Regions from separate parts of the Mus musculus genome. Here region 1 is linked to region 2. A link is a contact called in public Hi-C data. All regions are on one chromosome and are shown on one strand. Each heading gives the region's core, a stretch centred on a gene start, on an enhancer-like site or on the middle of the called end of the contact. The rest is flanking DNA. Distances are from core to core; before and after follow the strand shown.

Region 1 (5,947 bases), core at 2,064-4,563, 820 kb after region 2:
CCTAGTACTGTGCACCTTACATTCGGTCACTCAGTCATGTGGAAAACTTCATCGAGTTAGAAGTAAGGATTGAGATTTCTATAATTTGAAATTACTATGTATGTGATCTCAAATACCTTACCAACAACAACAAAAAGCTACTGTTTGGATCTTTTGGAATCAGCACTATAGAACAGCCACAGCAAAAGTGAGGACATCCAAAGACCTCGGTACTCCACATAGCAATAGCCAAGTCCACGAGGATGATCTTTGCACTAAAAAGACAACAGCTCCGGAAGTCTCAGAGTCCTGACTCCCATGGGCACTCCAGATGTGTGGGAAGGAAAGCAAATTCTCCTTCCATATAAAACCAACTCCTAAAAAGTCTGTGCTCTTCCTTGGAGGAATTCATTGAAAAGAAGCAATTGTGCTATCGGAGAAGGCTTCAGAGGACTGAACTCACAGGATCCAGTGTGTACAAACACCACACTTGTTATATATAATGGAGAAAGTTCCCAGGCCACAGGGCCACTGCCACACTGACTGATCCACCACAGATTTTATTTGAGAAATACTCTCAACAATGAACTTATTGAAGATCATTTCACATACTGGTAACTGGTAAAGCATCGAAATGTGTCCCTATCCCCTTTGTATGCAGAGGGAGACCGCTCCGTTGAGAATTCAAAAAAATTGCCCAGAGCCGCATAGTCAATTGCTAAAATTAATGATTTATGGTTAGCTGGAATTATATTCCATGATCACTACTGACATGAGGAACCATGTCTAATATACTCAAGGGAACTGCTGAAGAATTCCCCACAGATGAATTATTTCCTAATAGTTGTTTCTCACTAGAGACTTTTCTTTAAATCTGCTAACTCTGAAAGCATTATGAATCAGTCAGGTATCACGTAGACAGTTTTAGGTAACACAATCTTATATATTTCAGATAATTTGTGATACTGACTGGTTTCTCAGGCCAACTGATACAAAGGACACAATTGTTTAGATGTCTGGAATATTTTGAAGTCTGCTTGTTACCTCAGTTTTAAATGAACAAGAGAGTAGTCACCTACACAACAGACTCAGAAGTGGAGCAACTGTTCTTTGAAACTTGGCATGCTTACAAATTCCATAAAATAATTAGTATTGACTTTCTGTCCTTGATACAAGGGACTGAAATATATATTCACACAGAATTTTAAGGCCATTCAACAAACACGTTTATGTGAGAACTGAATCCATTATCCAGTAGCCTATTATCAAACATTATTTGTATATCTAGTCTTTGATCTGATTCTGAGAGGAAAAACACATTATTCCTATCTCACAGAGGAAAGAATGGCATTTTATATAATATCTCTGATGAAGTTGGGGAAACGAGGTCCCATAAAAGCTCCAAGAACACCATGTATCTTGTTGTCTGTCTGTATCTCAGCAGTCAGACTCTTATTTCACTGGTGGAAAGAAGTGAGCTACAGCAGGGAGGGCCTGGAGGAGTTAGCGAAGGCTTAGGCTTGTTTATAGTTCTTCCTCCCTTACCTTCATCCCCTTCTCTTCTTCTTTAAAAACAATAGAAAAAAAAAACAGTCTGAATTTCTCAAAATAGCTCTAGTTTCCATTTTATATTAAGCCAAATGAAATGAAATAAAGCCATAATCTGCTAAACATTTATAAATTCTGCACTGATATCAGATGTACTAGATGAGGATTCAAAACCATCTCTGGGTCCTCCCGGATTCCACTTGTTCATTCAACAAAGAAGAGGATCTTCTCTGCCCTCACAGTGGTAAATGCTAACCATTACTGAGCACTGCTTGCTCCTATTTACTTTGTAATGTTTTTTGTTTGTTTGTTTGTTTGTTTGTTTTCCTTAAGACCTTATTAGCAACTCTAGAGGTAGGCACTGTTGTACTCCTTTTTGTGGAGAAGAAAGCTGATATTTAGAGATTTCCAGAAACTTGTGGCTACACAACTGAGAAGTGGCAGGCCCAGAATTTTTGCCCAGTTCAGACAGAGAGAAAGAACTTGTGTGCTCTCAACCCCCCAGGATAAGAACAGCCAAACACAGAACATACGTGTACCAGAGCTTGGGATGGCGGCCCACGGAATGATTCTTTCCATTGGTTGGAGTGTCTTTTGTTGCTGATTTACTCAACAGGAATTCTTGAAGCTTCTGCTTAACCTCTGTGCTTGCCACTGCCCCTGCAACACACACACACAGGGACACAGACACTGACTGTGAGTTACTTCCTCTCGCCACTCAAGAATGCTCAACAAAGGTTATGAAGAAATATCACTGGCCACAGCATATGGTGCTTTCCTATTAAAAGAAAAAAAAATCTACACAGGCTTTAGACAGTGGAAGAAGTCTATCTTTTAACTGTTCCTTATGTTACTTTTTTTTTCCCTCAAAAATACCTTCAATGATTTCTTTGATCGTTTTTATAGGAAGGGAATTCAGCTAACTATCATCAATCTGTCTTTAAATCTAAAGAGAAGACTGCTGACAGTCGGGGCTGTCTTAATGGCACACGGCTTGCCAATTTTTTTATTTTGCTCTTTCTGGGGCTCTATGTTCAATCCCCAACACTTACAAAAGTGGATGCATGAATAGGAACAAAACACTAGTTTTTAATATTATTTTATCTTTCTAAAATTAGGGATCTTGGGGAATGTTGCAGATAGCTACAATACATTAAAATGATCTCCTAAGTTTCTTGTCTATAAATTCAACATTGTCTTAGAATTCATTTGAGTACTAAACAAATAAATTTCGTTGGTAATTTCAGTTCAAATCACCACACTTTAAACTTTGCAATGCCTGAGCCTGAACTGCCTGGAGAGAGGGCAATCATTTGGATCTGTCTCCCTCTTGTGGATCGATAGTTTGCAAGTGCTCTGCCTTGAGTCTTTCCAGAGTCTAAGTACACCAATACAGAACTGAGGCACACCCTGATGCTCAGAACAGTGTCTGCCTAGGCAGAAAGAAGGAAGAACTGAAAACACATAGATATTACTTTATTACTAGTAAACAGGCAGTCTTACACTCGGTCGCTTCAGCACGATTTTACTTTCAAAGCCCAATGAACCAGTCTGTGTCTCTGCCAATGCTGTGTTTATTTCTCATTAAACTCTGCAGAGCTAATGTGAACAGGCACTTTAGTCTATACGTTATTCTTTCCATTAGACAAGGACATTTTTGGCAAGTTTATTTTTCATTATTTATCAGGTTCCTTGCGACGGTCAGCTAAAGATGCAGAAGACAGTGTGTCTGTTACCCTGGTGCCTCTTACTTTCTCGTCCTCTATCTTTGCCTCTGAGAGGAGGAAGCTGCTGCTCTCTGCGATGCCTCTCTACTTCCTGTTCTTGCCTCTGCTGCTCCAGTTTCTGCTCCTTTTCTAGGAGTTCTTGCTGTTGTTTTATGGCTAGAAGTTCCTGTTGTAACTTGCGAGAAGAGAAAGACATGAGAGTGTGCAATTTCTTTAAGGTTCAAAGTCATCACTCACTGCCCCAAATTGCAATGTTAATCAGCTTTTGGAACTTGAAAGTATTTAGTTTGTGCTTCAACCACCTTTTAATGATTGAAATATGAAGACAGGAAACTAAAGTCATGATGGTTTTTATATCTAAACCAAGCAAGGTTTTTAGATGATTCCATTCCTTGTGTCTCCCTATCAACAAACATTACCAAGTCCCCACAGTCATCTGAATGCTGTTGGCTTGAACCTTTAGTTTCCTTCCCTGTGTACTTACAAAATGCAGGAACATACCAAGACAGAGACGGCCCACGTGTCTATTACACAAAGTCTGTCACACTATAAATAGACTACTGAAGTAATCAGTTCTTACCCTGAGCTATAGCATAAAGCTCAAGTGAACAGAAATGGTAAGGTGCGAGGTAATTTGGGGAAAGTCTACCTGAACTAGAACAAGCACTAAGACCTTTACCACCTCATAGAGACAGTTCTTATTAGAGTAAGGTAATCTACATAACCATATATGACTCTAGAAAATACAGAGGCTTCAGAACGGTCATCTAACACAGGAAAACTTCAGGAGTAGAAACACAGTTGCAAATGAAATCACTTCCACAAACTGTTCTTCCATGGACTGGTATTTGGTTTTCTGAATTCTCTGAATTTACTTCAAACCATTTATAACAAAAATATGAGGTTATTTGTTATGACCTTTTAAAGATATCACCTTCCCTACAGACCTAGAATATATATAATCTATATCAGAATATATATAATCTATCTATCTATCTATCTATCTATCTATCTATCTATCTATCTATCTATCTATCTATCTATCTATCATCTACCTACCTACCTGTATGTATGCATGTATCTCAAGAAAAGCAAATGTACCCAGTGAACAACAGAAGACTGGAGCCCTACTTAGCCTCTGGCACTGCTGGTCTGAGCTTTGACAAGATACTAAGGCTACAAAGAACTTCTGTTCATTAAAGTAAGACAAACAATAATTTCCCTTGGATCAGGTTCATAATTAATACATTTTTTTTAGTTTTGAATGATACAATTTCAATTATTACTATTTATAACTTAATACTAACTAAAGTATAATTTATCCTTTGAATATGAGACAACTAAAAACCTCTATTTTATAGCAAATAATAGAACAAAACAGAACAAAAATGAAAGGCTGTGTAGAGTGTTGTCAGGACCTTCTTGTTGTTTCTTTGGAGCCCCAAGAAGGTAACTTTTTATGCCAACTGCAAGAGCCTGACCCAAACTCACGTACATAATGGGGAGTTCTTCTGTTTATTCTTCATGTTACATCTGAAAATCGTGGTGTTTTGTTTTTATTTACACGCATTTAATATTCTCAAATACCCACTGTTACTTAGGAATTCATAGTTATGTTTAAATTCTTTTTTAATGTCAAGTCTATAGCAATACTGATGGTTCAAATTGATTTAATGCTTTATCCAAAGCTTCACTGCAATTGAACTCTAATTCCTTCTAGGAATGGAAAATCACACATACTCATGACCTTAGCCACAACGTTTAGCCAAGATAAAATGAGGCCTATCTAAAAATTAAAATGAATAAAACATTACGTTTATTTCCAGACATTTTAGCCTTTGTGTAGCATGGGGACTGCGGAGCTTTGCCAGCTGACAGGGGAAGACAACACAGTTTTGAGTGTCTACATTCTAGTTACCTTCTATGTGGCTTTGCAAAGTCACACTGTTTCCCTCTGCCTAGTTGACTAGGGGAGAACCAATATACCAGGATGGAAGGAAGCAAGTGCTGATGAGAACGAGTGTCAGAGTTCAAAGCAATGCTGTTAAAGCATGGTATATAGCCTTCCTCGTGCAAGCAAATCCAAATGAAAGTTAAAAGCATTGACCCTTAGACCTACCCATATGACAGTGACAGAGCCACACAGAAAGGCTAAGGAAGTATAGAACTTCCCAATCTTAAAAGGAACATGGAAACATGACTCCAACTCCTTACAAAATAATGTACTACTTAGGAATAGTGTCTTTATAAAACTCCTTTCACCATCTTATAATCCTTATTCTCTTGAAGTGCCTCTTTTCCAACGTCTCTCCAGATGTCAATCAACCTGTCATATCATTTTGTTTGTGCCATAAAAGCCATTTCCTACTCTTAGGTTCTGGGTGAAGTCAAATAATAAATTACTCACAATTGACTCTAGCAGTAAGAAAGGCACCAGACATTAATGAAAAGGAGAAATCTAAAGCTGAGCAATGCAACTTGCTTATCAGCAGGTCTCAATACATGTGGCAGAGGACTTGCACACACAAGAAAATGAGCCATGTAGCCATTCAGTTCTCGAAGCAAAGTGAAGAATGTAAACCCGACTCATGCCTCATTGCTCTGTTAACATGCCTAAGAGGGCTGAAGAAAGAGATCTAGACATCAATGCCTCTATTACCGTTTCAAGGGTCAAACTGAAATAACACTTTGGC
Region 2 (6,803 bases), core at 1,589-4,088:
TGGAGGATAGCGCCACCACCTGGACACCAAGCGCTAAAGCATGACCTTTTGAGGGACATTTCAGATTTCAGTTTTGGTTGTGAGCCTCGCCTTTAATAGCTGAGCCAAACAAAACCAAATCATTCTGGTCTAAAAAAAAAAAAAAAAAAAAGAAAGAAAGTGATAAATGACTCCTACTTATATCCTGCTATACTCATGAATTGATGCCTCGTTCTGTTATTAAAGAGAGGCTTCCTTCTTCAGCAGATGGGAAAAGATGCTGAAACCCACAGACAGACATGACACAGAGAGTGAGAGTCCTTGGAACACTCAGGACTAAATAGGATGTCGCCATAAAAATTTCTCCTTCGGAGCTCAAGGAACCCTGAGGAGGAAGAGGAGGTAGAGTAGAAAAAGTGTAAGAGCCAGAAGAGATGGAAGACACCAAGAGAACAAGACCTTCTAAGTCAACATGGACAAAGCTCAGATGAACTCACAGAGACTGGAGCAGCACGCACAGGGACCTGGAAAATCTGTACTAGGTCCTTGTTGCTTATGCCATGACTTCCAGTTTTGTGCTTTCATGGTACCCCCAAGTAAGCAAGCAAGAAGGTCTCTGATTCTCCAGTTGTCTCTTGAGCTCTTTCTCTCAGGTTGGTTTGGCTCGACCAACTTCGATACTGTGGTTTTTATTTTATCCCATTACATTTTTGTTACATTTCAAATGAATGAATGAATGAATGAAGAAATGAATGAAACCCTAGCCACTAGGGGAAAGGTTAACAAGTGACTGTTACTTATACCTGATGAGAGAGAGACATTCAGTTTCTCTAATAGTTTGAGATTGGGTAAATCAACAGCTCCGAGACAGGCCTCGTGCCCAGACATCGCTGACCATCATATTAAAACCTCCATACCTTACTGTGTGTTTGTGTTTGGTTATAGTTTTGTGATATTTTTGGTGGAGGTGGTCATATTTTGTATTTTTTTCTTTTTGGGGACTTGCTGTTATATTTTTGTTGTTTGTTTACTGAGAAAACTTAAAATTTGGGTTGGTAGGGGAAGATGAGAGGATCTGGAACAACTTAGAGGGGGACCAATATGATCAAGATAAGTTTAAATGTAAAAATATTTTAAGTAATAAAAACATAAGAAAAGAGACATTTTACACTCCATCTGCAACAACCACTAACACAACTTTTGTTTGTCATTATCAATGGCACATGTAACCTAAGTTTAATTTATTCCTTATAGCATTTCTGTCCTGGTTTAGTATTCCTTAGTCCTGGTCTTAGAAGACCACCCATTAGAAGTAGCAAAGACTTGTCCATCACATCCTTGTGAGGGTCCCACTTCACAGGGGATTAAAAAAAACACTATCAGACTATCACATTTGATACATTTTGAAATAATTTAGACTTATTTATATCAATGTTTCCATTTTCTTTTAATATGAGTGGATGGGTGGTAAAGATTGTCATTTTGCTACAGTCTAAGATCGCCTGAGCAGAGGCTCAATGAGAGACTGTGGAGATGGAATGGCATGTGAGATTTGTGGGGGATCATTTCCATTAGAAGGAAGACTCTAGCCACTGTTAGGGTCATGATTCGCTGCAGAGGGATCCTGGATCATTTAAGAATGGAGAAAGTGGCCTGAGTCCTAGTATTGAGGCGTAAATTCCTTGCTGTTCCCTCAAACTTCTTTCTATTGTGATGTGCCTGCCTGGATGGGTTATAACCTGAAGTTGTAAGCCAAACCCTTTCCCATTTAAATTGTGTTTGCCCGGTTATTTCAGTACAGTCAACAGGGAGAAAAAAAGAAATAAAAACAAAACTGTGTAAGATTTTACATATAAAAACATAATGGAATATAAGAAAAAAAAGTATATTCCTGGGTAAATTAGCAGTGCATGTCAGTTTCAGAGAAGTGTGGGGAACACACATTTTGCTTTGTGTGTATGTAAGCTGTAGAACAACTTTCACACATATGTTCTCTCCTTCTACTATGTGTGTCCAAGGGCTAAAACTACAGACCTCAAGCTGGCCCATTATTTTTTAACTTTCCCTTTTTGGATGAACACACAACAATTAATATGAATTAAGTGTGAAATGCAATCTTTGGGTCTTAGTTTTCCCAGTATTGTTAAAGATGATAGAGTTTCATCCCAAATCATTAGATAAACTCTTAGTTTAGTGCTTTAAATGATAATTCCCACTATCACCGGGAATTATCCACACACACCACCATTATCTCCCTCATCATGTCTTCCTCTACATTGGTCTAAAAATTTAAAAAACCCCTTATCCAAACAATAGACATTCAGTAACACTACATAAATCTTATTGCTAATATTCAAAGCATTTTTTCAAGGTTATATAAACATTAGCCTATATTGGAGAAACGGGGGTTTTGTTTTGATTATCATGATGTTCATTACCAAGTAAGACAGCTAGAGGGAGCGCTCCAGCATTCCATGCAATTCTTTAAAAAGAAAAATCTATATGCTTCACAAAACTTTAAAAAAAAATCAGTGTTTCTATCTCCCCCCTTTTCCTCTAAAATAGGGAGATAACACAAGTGTACATGAATGTGGAATTCTTGACTTAAAGGGTTGGTTATTATTTTGCTTTTATTCCCTTGCCCAAGTGGAACAGATAAAAATCAAACCAAGTTAAATTTAACATTTCCAAAAGAAAAGAGCCAAGTGTGGATGTGGCCAGCACCTCTGCTTGACTCTTTAAAACTTGCCGGGCAGTCTCTGGGAGTTTACTGCCTTGCTATGGGGAGCACACAGGTTTGCTTAGTAAAATGGAAACTGGAAGGGGATCAGATCGCTTAGAAGAACACAGGGCTCTCATGTGACCAGAGGACCCATGAAACTTTGCAGAGCTCTGCCAGACACATGATGTCTTTGGCCAGAGCAGCAGGACCTTGGTGACTCCACCTGCAACGCTCTTTCTTTCTTTCTTTCTTTTTTTTTTTTTCCTGACTGCTGTGTGGGAAAAAGAGAGGCACATGTGAGGGAGATGCGTATGAAATGCGATGGGGAAGGAAAAAAGCTTATTCCTGTACCAATTGGTTTGCTTACTTTTGCCTTTTCTGTTTCAGACCACCGGCTGTCTGGAATTAATATACTTAGGGCCAAATCCACTTCAACTCAGCCACAGTTCTGGCAAACTGGGCTTTTCACTCTGTGGTTTGGTGTGCCTTTGGCCTTCTTTGTCTGCTGGTCAGGTAGTTACTTCTCTCTCACCATGAAATTGGCGGGCAAGGCTCCTAAAGCTTCCCTCAAGTCTTTCCATAGCAAAGAAATCGAAGCATTAATATTTGTTTAAAACTCAGAGTCCTTGAGACTGGAAAAAATGTGTGGAGATTACAAGTCCCTACCCCAGTGCACGTTCCAGAGAATGACAGCTTGGAACACTGGCCAGAGGAGGGCTTCAATTTAATCCCAAAGAGCCACTGGTTTGTGAATCCCATCCCTGCTATGAACTTTCAACTGTGAGTCTACAGGTCTTGACCACACACTGGGTCGTCTGTAAACCTGAGGCAGCCTCCGAGGGTGTGGTTCACTCCTTGCAGACTTCAGTGTCCGGGTTAGAAAAACAAAAAGCAGCTTTCTCAGAACGCTCAGTTATTTTAAAATTTACTTCTGCTTGATGTTAAATTGGCAATATTTTTATTATTTTTTCATGCTGCATATTGCCAACACCAGCCAGAACACTCACATGTAGTAAAGGTACATTTTATTTATAGCAAAAAGAAAACAGATTTAAAGAAAAAAAAAATCAACCTCAGGGCAGGGGTTAGGGGAACCTACCACTTCTACATTATTCTGAGCATCTCAACCCAAAGAAGCAAGCCCACTGGCTTCCACGATGTGACTGTTGGATGACTGGAATCCATGAAGGTAGGCGTTCCTTGTGGTCTTGGGGAGAACCCAACACGCAAGTCAGACACACACAACCACATCGTTTTATAAATGTATTTTATACTGAAGATTTGAAGCCTCCACTGTGAAGCCCTTAGATGAGCCTTTAAAAGATGTGACCACAGCAAAGCTACAGCACCAGAGACAACAGAAAGGAATACACTTGGGCAGGTGACCTTCAGGGCCTCCTGCCCTTCCTAACTGCCCTGGAAAACCTTGCCAGAGTTCCCAGAGAGGTGAGACGAGCAGCTTCCTCAGGCCTCTTACAGTTACATGAACAGAGATATTGTAGTTTCCCTCTAAGAACCCTTCCCTTGGTACAGTAGTTTGCAGGGCCACAGGGCTATGTAATTTCTCATTATGTTTTACATCTATTATAGCATGCTTTCCTTAACACTTTGGATTTTTCCCTCAAGCACGTTGGTCTTCATTATTCTTGCTTTTAGCCTGTATCCCTGCCATGTGGCTGCTTGTCCACTATGTGTCCAACTCCCATGACAACTTACCAGGCATGGAAATCCCTGCCTCATCCCCAAGTCTTTGCTGAACCATGGCTGAAGTTCATTGCTTGCTTGTCTCGGGTTTTGTTTCTCTTCAAGCTCTAATAAAATTGTCTTTGAGTTTCTGTTTGAGTTCACTCCTAAATTTTTTTAGTAATGAGACTCAGAATCCCAAAAGGAACTGTAATTTCTCTTGAATCAGTATTCACTCTGGTGTACTATGTATTAGGGTGGGGGAGGGAGATGCCTAGTGTCTCATCACTTCCTATTTGGATATATTGTGAGTTCAGAAGAGGAGAAAATGGCAGAGAAACATTTGTGAGACATGTGTGCAATATTTAACGTACGGATTTAAATGTGTATAATAAACAGTGCTAGGAACATTATAGAAATTAGCTCATGCAATCCTCCCAGGAACCCTGTAGGCTATTATTGCATCCCAAAGACCAAACAACACCTCTTAGAGAATAAGTAACTCATCTAAATTAAGGCAGCAAGAGAGGGATGAGCCAGATGGATCAGCTGTAAATGCCCTGTGAATCTGACTTGCCCCCAGTTCCCAGAATCCACCAAAACTGAAGAGAAATTACTCCATAAGTTATATCCAGACATTCACATGCATGTCATGATAACTTTGCATGTATACCATGGTACCGACATTGTCCACCATGGCACAAGAGCATGTGCATACACACACACAAAGGTACAATAATAATAAATATTTTTTTAAAAAGGAAAAGTAAGATTCAAACTTCAGTACCTCATAGTTTGAGTGCATTCCTATTGTATTCCTTTTGTAACCTGCCATCCTAACCTGTGAGAACTTGGGTATGATTACTTTCAGTCGGTATCTTACATAAATGATAGAGATTGTAAGCGCGTGGCCAATTGTCAGCTTTGGCTACCCTTTGCCTTAATTTTCATCAACAAGAGATCTTCGCAGGTGGCCGAGAATGACCATCACATGTGAAGCTTAAAAGTCTGAATTGTCATGTGGAGTTACTGGAAGCCTTTGAGTCTGTGAGAGGCCACAGTTCTAGGGGCAGGATATCACCACTTGCCCTTTAATATCTTGCTACTGTGCTAAGAATGTAAGGTTCTGACTGTTCTCTACAAGAACCCTTCATGGTGTCTTTGAGCTATTTGTACTACCCCTGAGAGATGAGCTCTTTATCTCCTGTCCACTAAAGAGTTTGCTTACTGCTTTCTTGAAAAGTGATAGAATCTCCAAAGCGCTAAATCTGGAGTTTCTCAATTGAGATGCAAAACAACTGGATGTGGCCACACATGAGGACTCTATGCTATTGTCGCCAGAGAGCCAAGAGGCAGGAAGCATGGTGGCTGGCAAAATCTCAGTTCTAAGTAGATCCTATGACCAATGCACCATGTACTTATTCTGATGCCATGTTGGGAACATGGTACCATACACAACAGAAAGCTGAAGGGTGATTAAAGGTGCTAAAGTGTTTACTTTAAAATAGATGGGTTCTGATTCTTAGAATTTAAAAAAAAATTTGAGTTTATAATTATAATATTTCTCTACCTACTTTCCTTCCTTCAAACTCTCTCATATACCTCTTCCCGCTCTTCTTGAAGTTCATGGTCTTAAAAAAGATTTCATAATTGTTATTGCATGTGTATATGAATAATCATATATATTTCTAAGTGCAATCTGCTCAGTCTGGATAATGTTTTTTGTATGTATGTATTCTGGGCTGATGATCTGGCACTGAACAACCAGTTGGTGCTCTTTCTCCTGGGGAAGACCACCTGTCCCACTCCCATTTTTGCACATTTACATATAGTTCTTTGTGTATTGTTGAGGCCTAGTGGGGATTTCCTGCATCTATACTGACATGCTCATCTTTGTTCAGCTCACATTTGGAGGGTCATGTTGGTGAGGATTCATAGGTCTAGGTTCTGATGTTAGTAGGACATGCAAACTCTAGCCCAGGGTATTTGTATCCGCACTTACAATAAGAAGTCAGTGAGATACCAAAGAAGAGGCAGAGATAGCTGAAGTGGATACTTGCCTTGCTAATAGTGGATTTGGAAATGGAGGCTTCCATGATTCACTGAAGACATCAAAAAACAAAAAACAAAAAACAAAAAACAAACAAACAAACAAACAAAAAACAGAAAACAGCAGTTTGCAAGAAATCAAGGATTGCACTCCTAAAGCCACACTGGTTGCCATTTAATTCTACCAACAGTTTTCTGAATATGCACACTGGTAACTTTCCCCCAGAGCCTGGCCCACTCACACCTGGGCTTTGACCTTGTTATGACAAATGCAGATTCTGAGCCAGTAGAGCTGTGTTTTCATCCCCAGCAGGGTTCTCAACCTATGGGTTGTGATCCCTCTGGGGGGTTTCATACTAGGTATTCTGTA

What was found. A called contact is a pair of places that touch in the nucleus more often than the background predicts.
Region 1: a contact with region 2 is called in a Hi-C map of cerebral cortex, with 6 times the contacts expected there. The contact joins two enhancer-like sites. A contact is called at or near these places in 1 of 39 promoter capture datasets (hippocampal neurons), 3 of 15 datasets of contacts at CTCF or cohesin (the NIH/3T3 cell line, pro-B cells and stem cell-derived epiblast-like cells), 30 of 484 Hi-C or Micro-C datasets (the 3T3-L1 cell line, 3T3-L1-derived adipocytes, the BV-2 cell line and 19 more), 1 of 115 datasets of contacts at active chromatin or transcription factors (PVALB interneurons) and 1 of 9 other capture datasets (embryonic stem cells).

The regions. Positions count from the first base shown.
Region 1 is chr12:34,429,803-34,435,749 of GRCm38.p6, forward strand. It overlaps Hdac9 (histone deacetylase 9), which reads right to left. Exons shown (of 28, transcript NM_001271386.1): 6 at 3,279-3,429; 7 at 2,061-2,187. Among named protein-coding and RNA genes, the nearest start is that of Gm51984, 220 kb to the left of the region's middle. Within about 2 kb of position 3,314, at least 39 of the 459 cell types and tissues checked have an H3K27ac peak or open chromatin away from gene starts, as enhancers often do.
Region 2 is chr12:33,605,578-33,612,380 of GRCm38.p6, forward strand. No RefSeq gene overlaps it. Among named protein-coding and RNA genes, the nearest start is that of Gm23529, 160 kb to the left of the region's middle. Within about 2 kb of position 2,839, at least 10 of the 459 cell types and tissues checked have an H3K27ac peak or open chromatin away from gene starts, as enhancers often do.